Linked DNA regions of Bicyclus anynana: region 2 is linked to region 1. The links are chromatin contacts, called in public Hi-C maps. All regions are on one chromosome and are shown on one strand. The core of a region is the stretch at or near the end of the contact, and the rest is flanking DNA. Distances in the headings are between cores, read along the strand shown. Region 1 holds the start of LOC112048131 (PH and SEC7 domain-containing protein). Region 2 overlaps LOC112048131 (PH and SEC7 domain-containing protein).

What was found. A called contact is a pair of places that touch in the nucleus more often than the background predicts.
Region 2: a Hi-C map of whole larva shows a contact between it and region 1, with 2.5 times the contacts expected there. The contact joins the enhancer-like site here to the promoter of LOC112048131 in region 1. A contact is called at or near these places in 2 of 2 Hi-C or Micro-C datasets (whole body and whole larva).

The regions. Positions count from the first base shown.
Region 1 is chr12:5,676,145-5,682,991 of ilBicAnyn1.1, forward strand. It overlaps LOC112048131 (PH and SEC7 domain-containing protein), which reads left to right and starts at 3,621. Exons shown (of 19, transcript XM_024085529.2): 1 at 3,621-3,937. The coding sequence starts at 3,803. It overlaps LOC112048116 (CDGSH iron-sulfur domain-containing protein 2 homolog), which reads right to left and starts at 2,058. Exons shown (of 3, transcript XM_024085497.2): 1 at 1,815-2,058; 2 at 375-583. The coding sequence starts at 1,911.
Region 2 is chr12:5,719,716-5,726,562 of ilBicAnyn1.1, forward strand. LOC112048131 (PH and SEC7 domain-containing protein) reads left to right here. Exons shown (of 19, transcript XM_024085529.2): 4 at 3,788-3,881. Among protein-coding and RNA genes, the nearest start is that of LOC112052022, 15 kb to the left of the region's middle. Within about 2 kb of position 3,801, at least 7 of the 8 cell types and tissues checked have open chromatin away from gene starts, as enhancers often do.

The DNA of each region.
Region 1 (6,847 bases), core at 2,371-4,870:
GATAACTGGCAGACTGTTATTTTTATAACAGGAAATTTATAATTAATATAATTAATTATCATCATAATTTGTAGGTCTCTATCAGTCTGTATAATCCTGGTATATTTATAGTATTGAAGTAGTCTTTATAATAGTAGGGGAGCCGAAGAGGGGGTTTTTGCAGTTACTTGAGCGCTGCAGATGAACATATGGGAGTATACCTTGCACATTGTTGATTACCTCCACCAAGTAGGAGCACTTAATATTAGTAGGTTTGTAGCTTAAAAAGTATATAACCTTTTATTCTTCCTATGATTTAATCTACCAAATGCAATGACGCTTTAGTAACTGCAAATTTAGCATCCCGGTCTCCCCTACTATAATGTGATACTTACATTTTTACTCCTCCAACATCTGCACAATGAAACCTTCTCAGTGATGTCCTCAATGTCAATGAAGTCTACAACTTTATTGATGTCCTTTCTGATGCCAGGGTTCACCTGTCCATTGCCAGCTTCGTTGGCTTTCTTGATTGTGATATAAGAGTAATATGATATGACACCAATAGCCACAGTTGGAGGGACTAGGGCTAACCAATCGCGGACTGAAAATTAAATAATAAAATAAAATTACTTAATCTTCTTTTTTAAGTGACATTATATTTTTTAGGTGATTTGTAATAGATTTTTACTATTAGAAATAATAAGGTTAATTATATATTCCACCAGCTTTTTTATTGAATAGAAGAAAAACTTGTGAAAGTTCATTATGATAATTACTATTATCAGCATAAAACCGACGAGCCCAAGTTACACTGTTAAAAGTAAAACAGAAAATCCTTTTTGCACATTCCACCCTTCTCTCTAAAACCTGAGCATCATCAAGTATTTTTTCCCTTCTCTCCAAAACCTGAGCATCATCAAGAGATTATTGACTGTACAAGATTCTGTTGCAAAGTGTTGCTCTCAACTTGAGCCTCATACTATATAAATTTTCAATAAAATTGATATTGCCCTTATCTAATCAATAGTGAAATAACTGAACAAAAACCTAATAATCTAATTGATTAATTCACTTATTTAATCAATAAAAGCTTATTATGTTTTCTTTCGAGAAGAGTTTGTATTGAATTTATTACATGCTAGATCAACAATAGTTTCAACATTGCAACTCACCATAGAGACATTTTGTTTTTGTCTGTATAAAAGCATAAAACTAAATAAACAAACAACATGAACTAATATAGTTTGCAGTATTTTCACTTACTTAAGTTTAATTGCTTGAGAAGAGAATAAGCTAGATTGTAATTAATTTTATAAAAAATAAAGAATTTAAATGTACTTAAAACTTATTCTCAATATAAGCCATATTCCTCATTTAATGTTTTAATTGATAAGAGTTTTGCAAACATAGCATGCAATCAAATATTTATAAATGCAGCATTGTTACTGAGTAACAGTAAGATTGTAACACCATGGTTACTTGAAAGTATGTCAATGGCCTTGATACTTCTGTGTAATTTTTTTATGATTTAATAGAGGTATTGTAACCAAGTGACATAACATGTAACAAACATTTATTTTAACTAATTAATCCAATTGATAAAAGCTTGTAAGTAGATACAAAACATTTTTAATAAATGACAATAACCTAATTCTAATTACTAATAAGAAGTAACATAAGCATTTAATTTCTTATTATAAACACGTCTTAAATAAATCTGTAAAGCGCAAAGCAAACAGCTAAACAAACTTTTAAAATATGTGTAACAAAACTATATACATAAGCGTGTTAGTAATTATCGAGTGAATAAGGAAAATCTATAGAAAACTCACATCCCAGTCTGAACCAGCCTCCGAAAGAATCCGGGATTGGTAAGCTCGCTAAATAATTTGGGATGGTAACTTTTACAATGTTTGACACGAAATACATTTTTTACAATGAAATTTAAAAACACACGAGTTATACAACAAGACGGCTATATAATAACGTGAAACTTGAAATCTATAATCTTGAAAATAAAATCAAGCACCTGCTGCACAAATTAATTTTGGTTTTAGTTGTGACACTGGCATGTTACATTGACAAATGACAATTGACAGTTGGACATATTGTCGGTTGACAGCTGACGAAGTGACATTGACATAATAATTTTATTTGTCAGTCGGTCCTAAAGCGGAGTATAGACTTCGTAGTTTTTTTTTTTAATGGAGTGATCGTCATCATTATCATCATCAGCATGGCACTATCGAGGCTGGTTCAAAAGAACATACAAGAAACATAAGCTGAACTAATCATAATAGCTCAACAAACCAAGTGGAATGGTGGCAAAAATACTGGCTGCATAGTGCATTTTATAATTGCACAGCTAGGCTGATCCTTTACACAAAAAACATTTTTCAAGTTTTTATAGGTATTAAGACTTTGTTCACATTTTCAATGTACACACATTCACGTCAATTTACAGATTTCTAGTAGTAATAGTCTCTGCGCTAAACCGCGGACGGATGGGCGGACAGATGGACATGACGAAACTATAACGGTTCATTTTGGATCCTCTGTTATCAGTTGAGGCAACTAACCGCGGTAAAATCATTCAGAGAATTTTTCGGTCTTGATTCCCTTGATTTCCCATATATGACACGAAGTCAATGTATCAATGCAAGTAGCTTTCCACGTTAACGCTACCCCATTTCCCAGGTGAACCAGCGTTATTTATTCATCAGGTATATTTTCATCATCCCAGCAGCTTTCCAGATGGCTCGATTAGCACTGGAATATTAATGGTGGCAAGTGCCCTTTTTAATAAATCGTTAATAAAAAGGGCACTCCGCACTTGCCATTTGGTAACTATGGAGTACTGTACCCGTAGGGTATTTTGGCATGGCCACCATCCAGAAATAGTCTACCGGTACTCAGAGTCTATGAATTCCTTTGTGCCAAGATTTTTAGATGGCAAAGCATGGACCCTGGAGATTGATCTATAGCTTTCTTCGTTATTGTGTCAACATCTGACCTTCAAACTTTAAATCACTGTGGCCTAAATTAGGAATGAAGATACTTAACACTACTTAATACTACGAGTATGCATAGAAGAAAAAAAACTTGAAAGAGCGACAATGGAGATTTTTCACGCCGATTCTATCCTATTTAACCGGTAAAGTAGCTTGGTTCCAAGATTTTTCCTAGTTTCACTATATATCAAAACAAAATTTTGTTCAAATAGAAAGGCACCAAATTGTTTACTCCCAAACGAATAATAAAGAAATGTTTATTCACACAAAGTGTACATTGTGCTTAAAATAAGCATAGACACCAGTGAGTCAGAATCTCCAAGCAATAGTATCCTCTGATAAGATTGATATAATTTCAGAACATCATGCATTTTTTTTAGATACCTATTATAAATATAATTTTTAAGAAAACGTACAATGTTCCCTGTTTGTGTTCACCATGAGCGTATCGGTCGGTCATTATTATATTTAAAATTATACGAATATGTTTTTTTTGTAAGTTTCCAAATAAAGTATCTGCGAATCTCGAATAAATTAGGTACTATAAATCCTCCGAGTCCAATAGTGACTCCGCCTCTGGCTGTGGCCTTCGGGCTCCGACTCTATTCCATAGCCAATTAAAATTTAAATATTATCTGTAGTTGTGTCTCCGTTTTGCTGGGTGCGTTTGATATCGTACGTTGTAATTATGAATCTTTTCATCGGTTTAATTGAGTAATATTCATTACGTTTGTAGTTATTAAAAGTTAATAAAGTGGTAGTAGTGAAATCCTTCTGAGGATATTAACCAATGCTGCTGTATACTGAATATGGCTGACGAAAGACTAGTGGTCCTGAATCGTTGTGACAACTTGGGATTTGGATTTTCTTTGCTCGGCGAAGCCGGTTTGCCACATATTATTTACGAAATCGAAGAAAATTCTCCTGCAGCTCGAAGTGGCGAGGTAAGATAGTATAAGTTATATACTTAGGCTTCACTTGGAAGCTACATTCGAAATTCCTTAATGTATTTAAACATAAACTGCTCAAATGAAACATAAGCTTTAGTTTATTTTTTTGCATTTCGGTCTTTATTGTGCTCAAAATATAATATAAAGCCCACTATGTGTATACCCATGCAGACTAAGTTAACATGTTGAGAGGGTGTGAACAAAATTGCATTGCCACTTTTTGTTAAACAGTAGGTAACAAACTGATATTTTCAATGACACATTCTTACCACTCAATTGTACATATATGTATTAGGTATGTACATCATAATGCTAAAAAATACATATCTTTATGCTACTGTTTTTTAATAACCGCCTACTAAATTAAATGTACAGTTGTTATTTTTAAACCAATTTAAAAGAGGAAGGTCTAAATCATCTGCATTTTTATAAATACCATATCTTGGAAAAAATATCAATGGTTTTTATTAAAAACATCATCATTAATCATCATTAACAACTCAGCTCACTATTGAGCATGTGTGTCCTCTCAGAATGAGAGGGGTTAGGTTAATAGAACACCACACTGGCCCAATATGGATTAGTATACTTTACACATCATAGAAAATTAACAAAACTCTCAGGTATGCAGGTTTCCTCACAATGTTTTCCTTCACTATTGACTCACTCATGAATTTTTTTAAATGCACATAACTGAATAGATGAATGCACAGACCAGATTTGTTCCTATGCCTTCCAATAGGCAGAGGTCATATCCACTAGACTATCATGGCTCACAACCTTATAGGTCTCCAATAATATTTGATTATCTTATGATTCTCTATTTACTCAAAAATCATTTCTCTGTCCATAAGTGACCTTGAGACTGTCCAACTAATACTGCCCTATACTGGAAATCAATGTTATGCAGATGCAGTTGCAGGTATTATATGAAAGATGAGAGTACTCCAGCTGTTTAAACCATGATGTGTCTGCTTGTGAATATTAATCAATAGGGTAGTTTCAAATCAAATCAATTTTTTTTAATTTTAAGTAGGCTTAGTTTACAAGCTCTTTGAAACCTCAACAGATAATCAGAAATTAATGAAAATGTAATGAATGTAAACCATAGTAAGTATGTATTTTTAAAGAGTAACTGCTGAGTTTATTGTTGGCTCTTCTTAGCAGATCCTGACTTGAAAGCTTGTGGTAGAGTCACTAGTCACTACAAACAGTCAAACGCGGACTGTTTGTAAATTGTACATTTTCAGAAGGCAGGTTCTGCTAAGTTTTCTTTATTTACTAACATTTTGATATAAACTGGTACATAAAATATAGTAGAGGTTTTAGCTGGGGACCTGTTACTATCACATTTATTGACGTGTATTACTTAATAGTTACTTACTTAGCAGATGTTTAATAAATATAAACTACTTACCTCTTTGTCAAATTTTGTCTATGCAAGTCAAGTGGTTTTCAATAATATAGAGTGACCTTTCTCTTTTGTATTAACAATATACTGGTAATATTATCCTGTAAACATATATTAATATTGCTTTTATAATATTGCATGTACACTAAAAGTCATCCAATTTGTGTCATAGTACTACTGGTTAAATGTTGTGTCATTTGTGGAAATAAATAATATCTCTACATTCTGCTAGTCCTAATAATTCTGAGTATGACTAATAACCAGAATTGTAATCACTTGTTCAACAAACATTAAGCATTGTTTATCATACATTTCCCTATTACAAACAAATAAATATTATGTGCATATGATATGTATTTATTGGTCTAAAATCTGGCATTATAAATATATATCCTCATCTGTTATTTATCAGTTATAAGAAATAAATGATAGATAATATGCACAGTGACACATTTCAAATAGGTTACCTAGTTAAATTGTGGCATTATTCAACTGTTTGTATCTTGCATCCCCACAGTTGCAGTCTGAAAGCAGGCAACCCTTATGTTTTAAATTCTGGGTATATTCATTTAATAATCTAAAATGTGGCATTATAAATATAAACCCTCATGTGTTATTCACCAGTTATAAGAAAAACAATGATACATTACACACAGTGACAAGTTACATTTCTTTACTAGCTAAAAAGCTAGTGTACAATTTATTTTAATTAACCAGCTGCAATTTAATTAGGCAACCTATTTGAAATGTGTCACTGTGCATATTAACTATTTGCTATGAGTCTATGTGAATATTTTCTATAATTTATTTCTTATCCCAAATAGATAATAGATGAGAGTATATATTCCTTATGCTAGATCTCATCCTATTAGGACAGACTGAATCATACCAGCCATCTAATATTGAGCTTAAAATAAGTATTACCTTGGTGGAAGTTAAAGTTATCAGCCTTCAGGGTCCTATCAAAATTTGTGTGTCATTTAACAATTAGTTTTACAAGGTTTTATAGTTTAGTATCATATCAACCATACCTTGTACCATAAATATAATATAATCTTTTTTAAATCTATTACTTATTTTTTATCTTCAATCAAAGTTTTTAATTGCTCCCTGATTATACAATAATGTATATTTGACAAATATCAACTTATAAAAAACAGAAACGACTAATGTATTATTTTTGACTACATTCTATAAATGAATAGGATATGAGGGGATTAAACAGGACTAGGGTACTACCTACAGTAGTAGGGGACTAATTTGTTGTTTACTATGATTGATATTAAATAGAGCAATGATCATACTATCGCAAACTGAAACCTGATAGTAAAAGGTGAATGCCCACCAGCCAATACAACAGCAGCCTCAGAAACCCAGATATTCCCCATATAAAAGTATATGGAGATGATAATATGATGTATAATTAAGGATCTGGTTAAATTATTGGCTTAATAAAAGCATGTTTCTTGAAGAAAAAATGTTATTAACCGACT
Region 2 (6,847 bases), core at 2,551-5,050, 44 kb after region 1:
ATAAAAGGCAAAGATTATCTGGATATTTGCAAAATAAATAAAATTATAAAATTTCAAAATCTATCAAATTTTTTTTATCGTAATTAGATAAATATTCATACAGTTTTAGCTTCCTTACATTAAATGTGACATTTTTTAATATGTGAACTATAAACATAAACGCACAAATAACAAAGATATTAGTAATTTTGTTTGAACGCACATACAAATCTAACGATTATTACATTATCTACAACGTCATTAGTTCGTGCCATTTTGTATGGGGCGTTTTTCAGGGATCCGCGGCAGCGCCGCAAATCTGACTCTTTAAATCCCTGTAGCTCCGAAAGTAATGATCGTAGATACCCTGTTCCTTTTACAAAATTGCTTTACTATTAGCATACTCATAATTTATATACAATTTAAAAAACAGTCATCATCCCTATTGTATTTCGTACAAATTCAAAAATCTAATGCAAACAACTTGCTCAGTTTCAACAATGTTGTACCTAGTATATTCGAACAGTTTCGAGAAAATATCAAATCTAAGCTCGAGGCTGTTTAATATCCATTAAACTATTTATTAGCTATAACGTATGTTGAACTGTGACATTTGATACGAGCGTTGCGGTTGCCTGTAATAAAATTCGTATATCCCCGGTGGTTTGGTCGAGTTTACGAAATAAGCCGCGGCAAACAAGAGTGGCGATACAGCGAGCAAATTTATAACCAGCTCCCGGGATTCGACCTGGAATAACCCTACCCACTAATATATAATAATAATGTCCCGTCCCGTGTAGGCTGTGAAACTACTGGGTTGTTTGTACTGGGTGGTATTGATTATGATTTACTTATATAAAATACTTTTACTCTGTTATATACGAGTAACATTTATTGTTATTGATTTTTGTGCATACCCTACCTATCTACAGTAAGTAGTACTTGGCACTATCACCACGCAAGGCTCAGGGTAGTATGCTAGTTGCTCACCATCCGACAAGATCACATGCCTGCAGCGCTAACGGCTTGACTTCTGATAAAACTGATCGTGTATTAGTCGCGGGCGGCACGATATCATGCACCGTTAGCACTGCAGGCATGTGAGCTTATTGGATCCTTATTGGCTGACTCATCATCATCAAAAATCTCTGGCCAAAACACCCTTGCCGAACGGCCCTCTAAGCCGAGATCCGAGTCTCAAAGGAAACGCCCTTAAGAGAGTCGTTCCGCCCATCTACTCTGCTTCTGCCTTCGGACTCCATCAGACGATGTTTCTGCGCTCGCCCAAACCGGTTATGCCGCTGGGGCACAGCTGAGGTCCCATTAAGGAGCCTACGGCACTTACACAAACAGGAAAAAATACATTATCATCGTTTGCATATAGCCGAATATTTGAAGATGTTCTGTGGTACATTGCAACTGTGGTGCTGTGACTTGTAGTAGTGCTGACGTAGTAGTAGTAATAATATATTAAACAATATCTATGTAGGCTTCTTTTTTAATTTTTTGTCACATTGTCTGAAAAATCGTTATTACGACTACAATGTACAAATATCTACGTAAAGTTTTATTAAATAGTAGGTTAAATTCATCTTATCAATTAAACAAAAACTTATTTAAATATAGGTACCTACGTACCTTTAGCGCTAGCTCTTAGAGTATTACTATTTAAATAAAAAAATTAATAATTGTAAATGAAATAAAAATCTTTTTTGCGTCTATGGTGGTTTACAAGTATGTATCTACTCGTACTCGTACTTCAAGTTTTAATTATGGGTTACATTAATAAAACAAAATCTTATTTAAAGATAAAGATAAAGATAAATATACTTTATTTGCACACCACAAAGACAAAAACAAGTGAAATAAAAACAAATTAAGAAGAGATCAGCATACAAAAGGCGGCCTTATCGCTAAGTAGCGATTTCTTCCAGGCAACCTTCGGTTTAGGAAAACTTAACTATACTACTACGACTTAACTCGTCAAAGTGGTTTGCTGTGATGCATACAGTAACTTAGCTGAAGGCACAGGCAGGAACTGCGTTATCTTCGCCATTAACTTGGTCTTAATTAGTTTTGTTCGGAGTTAATCTCGAACTGATTAGATCTATATTTGAATGTACAGAGACAAAAGTTTTAGTTTCGAACTATGTTATATTGTTCGTGTTACTGTGTTAAATGTGATTTTATATAAAACCTATATCTTAATTGGTTTTATATTAGACATACTTACATACATATAATTTTTCAATATGACCAATCTTCTCATTTCAATATTAATAAGTACAAACAATTTTAAATTCTTTTATTACTAGGTATAAATGTCCGAAAATATCTCTTTTAATAAAACAAAGTAAGATTACTTTATAAAGTGAAGTTAAAATTGCGTATTTTATTTATTTACCCAAACACCAAAAATAGTGTCTGCTATTTTGTGAAGTCATAGCTACGAAATATATATACGTTGAACTAGAGGATGTCCGATTATTTTGCTCTAGGTCTATTTATTATTAATTTTAGATTCAACTCATTTTTTCTGAAATCTTGTTAAAAACAGAGATTAATACCGTACGTACAATATAAAGCCATTGGTAATACTTAACTAGGTATACTTTTGTTTTAAATATTAAAAATCATGGTTTAACTTGGCTAGTAAACAAAATTTGCTCGGCGTAATGGCAAAGATAGACCATCATATCGTACAGCGTTTTCAAACGTTTAGTCAAAAGTTCAAATCAGTTGAATAGTTTCAGAGCCTATTCAATGCAAACAAACAATCAAATCTTTCCTCTTCATAATATTAGTATAGATATAGACTATGTACCTATAGGAGTATAAAATGTTAACATAAAATAAAGCTGCCAGAGTTTATAACGCGCCGTAAGTGTAATTGCATAGGGTTTCAGAGTTAACATTGTTACAGTGTGAAGTGTGTGACGGCAAGGGCAACCAACGTTAGAGCATTTAGCACGCTGTCTGGGCCACTTGGGGTTTAGCTAGAATCAACAATTACGTTCCATAATGCTCCATTCATAATGGCGGAGTGTTTTATTGTTATACCACATTATATACTTGGTTGTCATCAATTAGTGTATCCTACCTTATGTTTATCTGCCGCGTTAGAGTAAATAAATAATCCCCTTTTCGGCTCCCCATCTACCACGAATATAATAAGGTAACTGCTTCGTGGATCCAGTGATTAGACTGCGGGTTTGAGTCCTTAGTAAGAATAAATGTTGAGTTTTTCTTTCCAAAAAGTCCAGTAAAAATTCTCAGCCCGGAGTGGGAAAGTTGGTGGTTCTATACAGCGGTGCATCGGAGAGCACTTTCAACAGTTGGAAACGGTCATTATCATTAATATCTGATAGCGATTGTTACAATGTTACCCCAAGCCCGCTCGTTGGACTATTGTCGTAAGGTCGCCATTGACGGTCAATTATTCTCACGTTTCTGAAAAGCAAACGGTAGTACCTACGTGGCTTACTATACAAGTCATGTACGCAGTGACCAACACACGATCAATTATAGTCGTGGGTGCTACAGAAACGTGAGAATAATTGACCGTTTGAGGCTAGTATTACCCACTCGTAAAACAGTCTTTGCGATAAATAGAAGGACACTGGAAATACCTATTGTTCAAATAAAAAAAAATGAAAATTAATTAAATAAATAATCCGCAATCAAGTAGCGTGGTGGGTGGGTTTAAACTCTATATCCCGCGTCTTATAAGGACAGATGCCTTGCCCTGTAGTGGCCCGTGCCGTGAAAATGGTGTTGATGAGTAACTAATGTATTACGTCGGTTGCAGACCCACAGATCAAAGCGAACGTGAGGCGGTATCTGTCGGCCGCGACAGAGCGCCGCTCTAGCGCGCCGCACCCGCAACGCACCAAACACGAAAAGTGAGTATCCTTCAATACAGGGTGATTCGGTCTTTAGTGCGGATATTTTTTTTCGTGGTTCTGTATCATTAATAGAATATAAATCTACAAACAGTTCGATACATTTTATGTATTTTTTTTTTAATTTATGTCTCTAAAATAACAAAATAATGTACATATTATTACTAAACAAGATATATTCAGCTTAAAAGTGATCTGGTGACGTCCTTTAGGTATCAAACGAAAATAAAATAAACGCACAATTGAGTGACCCTAAAATTCTGTTCAAAAGTAAATAACTTTAGCTAACGATGATTTTGTTATTTTTGAGTTAAAAAAAAAAAGAAAAAATACGTGATCATTAAATTTTGTTTATGTACAAAATATAAAAATATCCGCACTAAAAAAATTTTCTTCCTGTATATACTTCTATATACTAATAATATAAAGTGCTGGAAGGGCGAGCCCGCACTAGAAAGCGCAGTGTTGGTCGACCCCCACCAGGTGGACTGACGACATCAAGCGAGTCACAGGGATTCACTGGATGCAGGTGGCTCAGTATCGTGATGTTTGGAAATCCTTACAAAAGGCCTTTGTCCTGTAGTGGACGTCCATCGGCTGAGTTAAAGCGCAGATGTCAGCCACACATAACACAATTTTAACGTCCAGTCTGCAGCGTGCTTAAGGTACTCTTATGTGGACAGTGAAAAACATATCGAAATTTTACCTACCTATAACCATATTTCGATATTGCCCGGGATTATGTTATCCGGGACTGTTCCCTGGTTTACCAATACTATGGTCACCCTACTTAGACGCCATTCAATTATCTCGCTGACATTCAGAAATACTCCGACTCAATAAAGATATCGTCGGTCATTGAGAGGTAATGAATGAAGTTCACTTTTATTTTTAACTTTTGCCGTAATAACTCCGAACTGAATGTAGTTATTTTTATACTTACGTGCACTTAACGTAAATCTTTATTTGGTTTGTTTATTCTAAATTTTAAAATATTTTATATAAAGTTTACCCCTACTTGAAGTGCTTTTGAAATTTTGTCTATGTCGCATGATTTCCAAGAGCCACTTCATTATATTTTACAATACGCTATTCGGTACATTGCCAGGTTAGCAATTTTTCTTATATATAGATTTTTTTGTTTCGCTATTAATTACATTTGTGGGAGCATCGAAGTGCCCATACCAAGACGAACATGGCAGCGGCAATGGCAGGGCACTACCAACCTTTTCTCAAAGCGTTTCGTCGTATTTGTGTACCCTTATAAATCCGGTCTGGATGCTGCTAGAAAGTACAATTTTTCAAAATATTATTTAACTAAAATTAAAATAAAAATGGTTAATGGGGAGATCCTTAAACATTTCAACGTTCTAAATAATTTATAAATAGGTTCACTTTTTGTTGAGTTCACGTTTAATTTTGTAAGTACGATTTATTTTTACACTCATCATTCCCTTGGAATGTTATATTTAGAGCCGCCTTATTTGGGATGTAATAGTCAACCAAACCCCCCAAACTTTGACAGCTGATATCCGAAGGCGATAACCGATCGCCGCCATATGTGTCGCAGACGGTCACCCTCACCCTCTTCCGCGTAGCTAGGGTTGTCACACTACTAATGCATTTTGTTTATTATGTTTACACATTAAGTTGTTTTTGTATGGAGGAACATGCAAATGGTTACTGTGGTTTTTAGTAGAAAACAATAGCCTTTAACAGCAGTACCTACTATATGTATAATGTGCTGGAAACATGACGTATTTCAAAGTGCCGCTCTGCGCTTGTTATCCTGCCACTTCTGAGTTCTTAACATAGTACAAAACAAATTCGCTTTCCGTCGTCTGTACGCCTAGATCTTTTGGAACGAAACGGATTTTGATGTGGTTTTCAGCATTAGAGAGTGTGATAAAGAGCAAGGTTTATACACATTGTTTTCCACACGGGCTACTACAGTTCGTTTCATGTAGGATGGTGCGGGTGACAGTTGGTTTTACCATTGAAAGTTTGTCGCGATTCACGATAATAGTACGTATTATCAACGTCGTACAGGCGACTGTCACGGTACCCATTATCTGAAAAACACTTTATGTGATAAACTTCATGTGGCTAATATTTCACCGATAACTATTCTTTGGTCCGTAACCAGCAATGATAGTATTATTTTCTGTTATAATCCTGTATAATTCATTCAATAAAATAACACGCCGAAACTCAAAATTATATAAGAACTTTAGGTTCGTTTTATTTTGTAGTCAACAAAGTCTTTGTTCGGAATATGGCTCTAGGGCATCTTTAATAATTATGGGAATGAGACACTACCTACTCATACATTCATATACATACTACATTATATACTATAGTCTAGAGGATTGACAACCCTACGTACGGATCGCATTAGGAGGGAATCCCCCGTATACATATAATGGCCGAAACTTCAAACATGTAACAAATAACAAAGTAAATAGGTATCGACTGTCAGGAAACAAAGTAATTGCGAAAATCCTATTAAATTTAATAGTCCTTATTGTTATTGCATGTACGTGACTTAAATGTGCAACTTTTAAACGATAAACTTCTATATTGCATCCGCAGTACGTACAGAACTCAATGTAATTTTAATGTGACGTGAATATGTATAAATTTTAAGTATGATAGTTTCTCGTAAATTTCGTTTTCTGCTTTTTTATGTAATCAATATTAAAATTTGTGGTTGGTCACTTGAAATTGAAAATTTGGGTTTAATTTGCTTAATGATGTAGATGTTTTTTTTTATATCTAAAGTATATTTAATATATTAAAATATTAAAAAAGGTAAGATTTAATTTTTTGTTTCTTGCAGTCCAGTAGTTTCCCAGAGCTTTTGTGCGAAACTACTGGACTGATTTAAAAAAAATCTTTCACCAATGGAAAGCTACATTACCAGCGATTACCGTAGGCTGTATTTTATCCCTGTAGTCGCACGGTAA